Linked DNA regions of Sus scrofa: region 1 is linked to region 2. A link is a contact called in public HiChIP or PLAC-seq data. All regions are on one chromosome and are shown on one strand. The core of a region is the stretch at or near the end of the contact, and the rest is flanking DNA. Distances in the headings are between cores, read along the strand shown. Region 1 holds the start of BCL2L1 (BCL2 like 1). Region 2 holds the start of ZCCHC3 (zinc finger CCHC domain-containing protein 3).

Region 1 (3,033 bases), core at 100-2,599, 530 kb after region 2:
AGAGCCCTGGCCCGAAAGCAACAGGCAGCTGGAGCTTCCCAACCGACCCCAGGCAGTGAGGTGCAAAGTCCCTGGGCTTAATGCATGACACTGCAAAGAGCTCCACAAACAGTCCAATCATACCCAAAGTTGCACACTTCAGAGCCAATGAACATAGGGGTGTGGCACAAACACAACTGGCCCACTGGCACAGCTTACACCCTAAAAGTAGACAATCCTCAGCCATCTAAGCCAGTGGGAACTCCCTGCCTGGTCATGCCAACTCTGAAACACAGGGGACTCCATCTGGGGGAGGGAAGCCCAGGACAGGATTGACATCCCAGGGGGAGTAAGACTGAAGGGACTGGTGGGTCACTGATACCGTCTCCTGCAGGTGTTACCCTTAGCGAGGGGAGCCATTACGTCAGGGTCAGGGAAACACCGGACTAACCCGCCACCCGCAAAGGTTTGGGGCCCAATGAACACACAGGCTATGTTTTCCTCTGCAGAGAAATTGGACACAAGTCTGAAAGGGTAGGGTCATGGGGATGACCAGAACGAAGCTGTCTGGTCCTTGCAGAACTAGGTCATCTGTATTTCAGGACAGTTAGCGTCTTGTGCTGCAGTGAGGCCAGTCACATCTCCTTAACAAACAACATCTCCAATAATCACACAGCGCGACAGAAAGAGGTACAGAGGAAAGGCTGTTGGGGATCTGACCTGAGACCAAGGAACAGGGACACCACAAGGGGCGTGGTCCTTACCCAGCCGCCGTTCTCCTGGATCCAAGGCTCTAGGTGGTCATTCAGGTAAGTGGCCATCCAAGTTGCGATCCGACTCACCAATACCTGCATCTCCTTGTCTACGCTCTCCACGCACAGTGCCCCACCGAAGGAGAAAAAGGCCACAATGCGACCCCAGTTCACCCCATCCCGGAAGAGTTCGTTCACTACCTGCTCAAAGCTCTGATACGCTGTCCCTGGGGTGATGTGGAGCTGGGACGTCAGGTCACTGAATGCCCTCCGGTACCTCAGTTCAAACTCATCGCCCGCCTCCCTCAGCGCTTGCTTCACTGCAGCCATGGGGATCACCTCCCGGGCATCCAAGCTGCTGCTGTGGCCAGTGGCTCCATTCACCGCGGGGCTGTCCGCCAGGTGCCAGGATGGGTTGCCATTGATGGCACTAGGGGTTTCCGCTTCTGATTCAGTCCCTTCTGGGGCCTCAGTTCTGTTCTCTTCCACATCAGTAAACTGACTCCAGCTGTATCCTTTCTGGGAAAGCTTGTAGGAGAGAAAGTCAACCACCAGCTCCCGGTTGCTCTGAGACATTTTTATAATAGGGATGGGCTCCACCAGTCCATTGTCCAAAACACCTGCTCACTCACTGAGTCTGGTCTCTGCTTAGTGGTTCTCTTCTGAGATCCAAAGCCAAGATAAGGTTCTGAAGGGAGAGAAAGAGCTTCAGAAAAAAAAAAAAAAAAAAATTAACATGCATGCCATTTACCCTGCAACATCCATTCCCCCTCCAGGTACCAGAATGGGGTCTTTTGTGGCTCTTAGGAAGGTCTGGGTCTGGCTTCCAAGGGACTTCAATAAAGTCAAATTGAAAGCACCAGTGGGCTCTGAATCATCACACCGGCCTTTAAGCCTCAGCCACCCCCTTTTCTCCGAAATGTCTTCCTCGGAAAGTCACCCCCATGGGCAGTCTGTCCCCCACCCCCCACCCCCGCACCACCTACATTCAAATCCGTCTCAGGCGACCGGCAGGCAGGTGCAGCCCCCGGAAGATCTTTTGTATCAGAGGTCGGGAGAGGAGGTGGCAGCCGGGATGCCGGTAACTCAGCCGGCCTCGCGGCGGCTGGCAAAAAAAGCAGCTCCGGCTGGAGGGATCATGCGACCCGGCAGACTGAGAGCCCAGAAGGCGATACAGGAATTACGAAGCTCAGGAACCGGCCCCCTCGCCTGCTTCCTCCTCCATCGCCCAGATCGAGGGCGGCCGCTTCAGCAGCCGCGGCCCGGGAGCCCAGCCCCCTTGCTCTTGCACGCCCCTTGGCTCTCCGCCTCCTACTGGGAGCCAGGAGAACTCTCCCGGAGGTGGCTGGTGTGAGATTTAGTTTTTGTTTTTCTTCTATTTAAGTACCAGCCCAGGGTGAGGTTTACTGAAACCCTAAAGGGACTTCTCAATGGGGCTCAAGGTTTCGATGAGGGACGGAGGGAGGGGGAAACTGCCTCGTATCTGCGGTCTGACTTCGGAAAGGCCATCCCCGGGCCTTTCAGGGAGGCGGAAAGCCGGGGACCCCCCAGAAACGCTGCTGGCTTTCTCTGAATTCCCCAAAGGCCCTGGTCGTGGCGGTGGGGGGCTGCCGGGTCCTCCATTCCCCGCACGGACACAATGGCCGCCGGCGCCCGGCACAAAGACTGGGCGAGGGTGAGGCGCCGGGCCTCTCCTCGGGTCAGGGAGAATGGGCGAGGCCTCCTCGAGGCCCCCCCACAGCTGAAACCACGTTCTCCTGTGGACAGGCCCAGGGTGGCTTCCTCGCGCCCTGGCGAGGGTTTAGAGGCAGGGGTCTGCACCTCTCCCGAGCCCAGGGTGGGTGGGCTGCGGACTCGCGGCTCCCTCCGCGCGCTAGGCCGGGTACCCGCCCGGCCACCGCCCCGTTGCTAGGCAACCGCTCTCCCTCTGGGGCGCCCCCTAGACCTTTCTGGGAGGAGGGGTCTCGCCCCCGGCGGCCCGCCCCAGCGCGGCCAATCAGCGAGCCCAGGTGGCACGGAAGCAGGACGGCGAGGGCTCCCATTGGGCGCAGCGCCTGCCACGCACAGGGGAGGCGGCGCTCTCACCTGCGAGCCCCGCGAGCCATGGGGGGCCACATCCCCCATTCATCGGCCAGGTAGTTTCCAGACGCGACCGCTCTTCGCGGCAGAGTTCTGCGCCGCGGACCTGGGCCGGCCTACCTGGCTGGTGGCTCGCGCTGTCTCTTCCGAACGAGCCGGCCTCAGTTTCCCCTGAAGAGACCGGGGGAACTTGCAACCTCAGTCACTTCCGGTGCCGCGGCAG
Region 2 (2,718 bases), core at 131-2,630:
GTGTTCACCTTGGCAGGCAGGCGGGTGTTCAGTGCCCGGCCACGCCGGTTAGCTGAGCTGCCACGGAATTGTGAACGGCTTTGGGACACTGGGCAAAGGCGTGTCCTCGCTTGCCACAGAGGTTGCAGACGATGCCCTTCCGGCAGTAAGGGCTCAGGTGCCCTTCCTCCCCGCACCTGAAGCACCTGTCCTGTGTGCAGCTGCCGCTCATGTGGGTCCGGGAACCACATTTAAAGCACGTCTTGGGCTGCCCTTTGTACCAACTGTAGCCCCTCTCGGCCCCCAGGAAGAAGGCTCCCGGCAGGTGCCTGACCCCGCCCTCCCCCTGGCGCAGCTCGATCTCGCACTTGTACTCCCCGGTCCAGATCCCAAACCTGTCGGTCACTTTCACTGGCACGGCCAGCACATCGCAGTGGCGCTTGAGCCAGGTCACGATGTCCTCCACGTCCACCGTCTCGTTCCGGAAGAGGATGAAGAGCGTCTTCAAGCTGGACTTGCTCCGCCCCAGCACCACAAAGTTCTCCCAGCAGTCCTCCTGCTCGCGCTTCTCCTCGTAGACGCGTAGGAACAGGGCCAGTTTCTCCGCGGAGCGGAAGCTCACGTCGAACTCGCGGCTGCCGGGAATCTGGATAACCGCGTAGATGTCGCTCGGGTCCATGCCGATGGAGCGCAGGATGAGCGCGCCCACTACGAAGTCCCGGGTCGGGCAAGCGCCTTCGTCTCCCTGGAAACAGATGCGCACGAGAAAGCGGCCCTTGCCCGGGCCCGCCCCGGGGCCCGTCGCCGCCGCCGTCTCGTCCTGGGGAGGCCGCTCGGCCGCGTCCTCGGCCGCGCCGGGCCTGCTCGGGCCCGCCATGGCCGCCACCTCGGCCTTCTTCCTCCTGCCTGCCTCGGCTGCGCCCTTCTTCTTGCGGGCGTCCGCCGCCTCGCCGGCCGGGTCCCTTCGGCGACCCTTCGGGTCCCCGCGGCCGGCCGGGGGGAAGTCGCCGAGGCCCGGCGCTGCCAGGCCCGCGGGGGCGCAAAGCCCGCCTCCTGCGCCGCCTTCTTCCTCCCGCCGCGGCGGCCGCGACTCGCGGAATTCGCCCTTCTTTTCGGCCAGGTTCTTCACGACCTGGGCCCAGCCCATCTTCTCGCGGCCGCCCTCAGCTTCCTCAGCCCTGGGCGCCGGGCGCCCGGGGGGCAGGAGCTGCGGCCGCCCCCTCTTCCTCTCCTCCTCCGCGCCGCCGCCGGTGGCCATTTTACCTCCTTCCCAGCATCCTCCACTCGCTCCCTCAGCCAAAGGGCGCCCATCGCGCGCGCCCGCCCGCCCGGGGCTGTGGGGGTTTGGGCTTTTTTTTTTTTTTGAAATTCGACGCTTCTCTCCCCCGCCCCGCCGAAGGTATTTACTTGCAGCGCTCAGTGGCCCCGCGAGCCGGGAACCCCCTGGTAACGGCCGGGCCGCGTTTCCGCCGGCGCTCGTTCCAACCCCACCTCCTCGGCATCGAAGCGGGATGGGGCGCTTGGAGCGCGTCCCTGCCCCTTGCGAGAGTTTGGCAGCCTTGGGTCTCGCTCTCGAGGATTTGGTATTTCGCAAGCGGTCCTCGATGATTTCATTCAAGCAGCTTTACAAACGGCCCACAGCCCGAAGGCGGGACGGGGTTGAGGAAGATTTCGCCCATTTTGTTTTCGTTTTTGTACCTTTTCTATTAAAAAAAAAAAAAAGACAAAAACAAAACTTAGCTCTCCCCTCCTCTCAAAGCAGGTCACACTGCATTATTTTTCCAACGTTGGATCATGGACATTTTCAAACATAGGAAGTTGAAAGAATTGTGCACTTTAACTTTTTAACTATTTTAACTTTCTGTCATTAAAGTTTTAATAGACCTTATCACACTACCTCTATCCCTCCTCACCTCCTGTTTTTTGATACATTTCCAAGTAAGTCAGACTGCCTTATTTTTAAAAAAGACTTCCATCATATTCATGATGACGATGACATTGAGCGCTGAAGTGTCCAGTAACTGTTCTAAGCACATTGCAAGCTTTATCACATGGAGTCTTCCAAAACAATCCCGTGAATACACCCGTTTTACCAGCGGCAGGGGCTTGGAGATTGGGATTAAATCACTTGGTCAAGGGGCAGAATTAATAGGCAGCCCCATGCCTAGGGGGGCTTCTACCTCTTTGCTTCTGACATTGTGGATCAAGGACTGTTTGGATTAGATTCTCCAGGAACCCCCGTCTAAAACAGGTTCCCTAACTGAAGTTAGCAGGGGACACAGTCTCTTATTTCTCCCTCATCTGTGTCAACTGGTGCTTCGGAAGCACTGATAAAATTTGGGTGGTTGAGGGGGTGAGATTAACAGCACCTTTCCTCATGTTGTTTTCTTTGCCATAGCTGCGCTTGCATTTCAGGGTGTTCCAGTGATCCTCTGGGTTTAGTGAAAGAAAAGGTGGATTGTGGAGTCAGGGACCCTGGTTTGAATCTGACTGCTTCAGAGCTCAGCTTTGTCGCATGGGGCCAATGACCTCAGTTTTCATAGCTTAATTTGCTCATCCATAACAAAAAGATATTAATATCTCCTCTCAGAGGACTAACATGGGGGTTCAGGAGATAACCTGGGTGGAAGAGCTTGGTCCACAATGGGTTTCCAGGAGAAGTTATTTTTCCTTTCTGCCTCTGTTGGATTCGTTCCTATTTCTCTTGCAGTTCTTAGGAGCCCCGTGCGTTGTTTTCTT

Evidence for each region. HiChIP or PLAC-seq counts read pairs in DNA pulled down with a chosen protein or histone mark.
Region 1: an H3K27ac HiChIP or PLAC-seq map of alveolar macrophages shows a contact between it and region 2. The contact joins the promoter of BCL2L1 here to the promoter of ZCCHC3 in region 2. A contact is called at or near these places in 1 of 47 Hi-C or Micro-C datasets (embryonic fibroblasts) and 1 of 2 datasets of contacts at active chromatin or transcription factors (alveolar macrophages).

The regions. Positions count from the first base shown.
Region 1 is chr17:35,412,734-35,415,766 of Sscrofa11.1, forward strand. BCL2L1 (BCL2 like 1) reads right to left here and starts at 1,350. Exons shown (of 2, transcript NM_214285.1): 1 at 744-1,350. The coding sequence starts at 1,307.
Region 2 is chr17:34,884,252-34,886,969 of Sscrofa11.1, forward strand. ZCCHC3 (zinc finger CCHC domain-containing protein 3) reads right to left here and starts at 1,381. Exons shown (of 1, transcript XM_003134368.4): 1 at 1-1,381. The coding sequence starts at 1,237. The coding sequence ends at 29.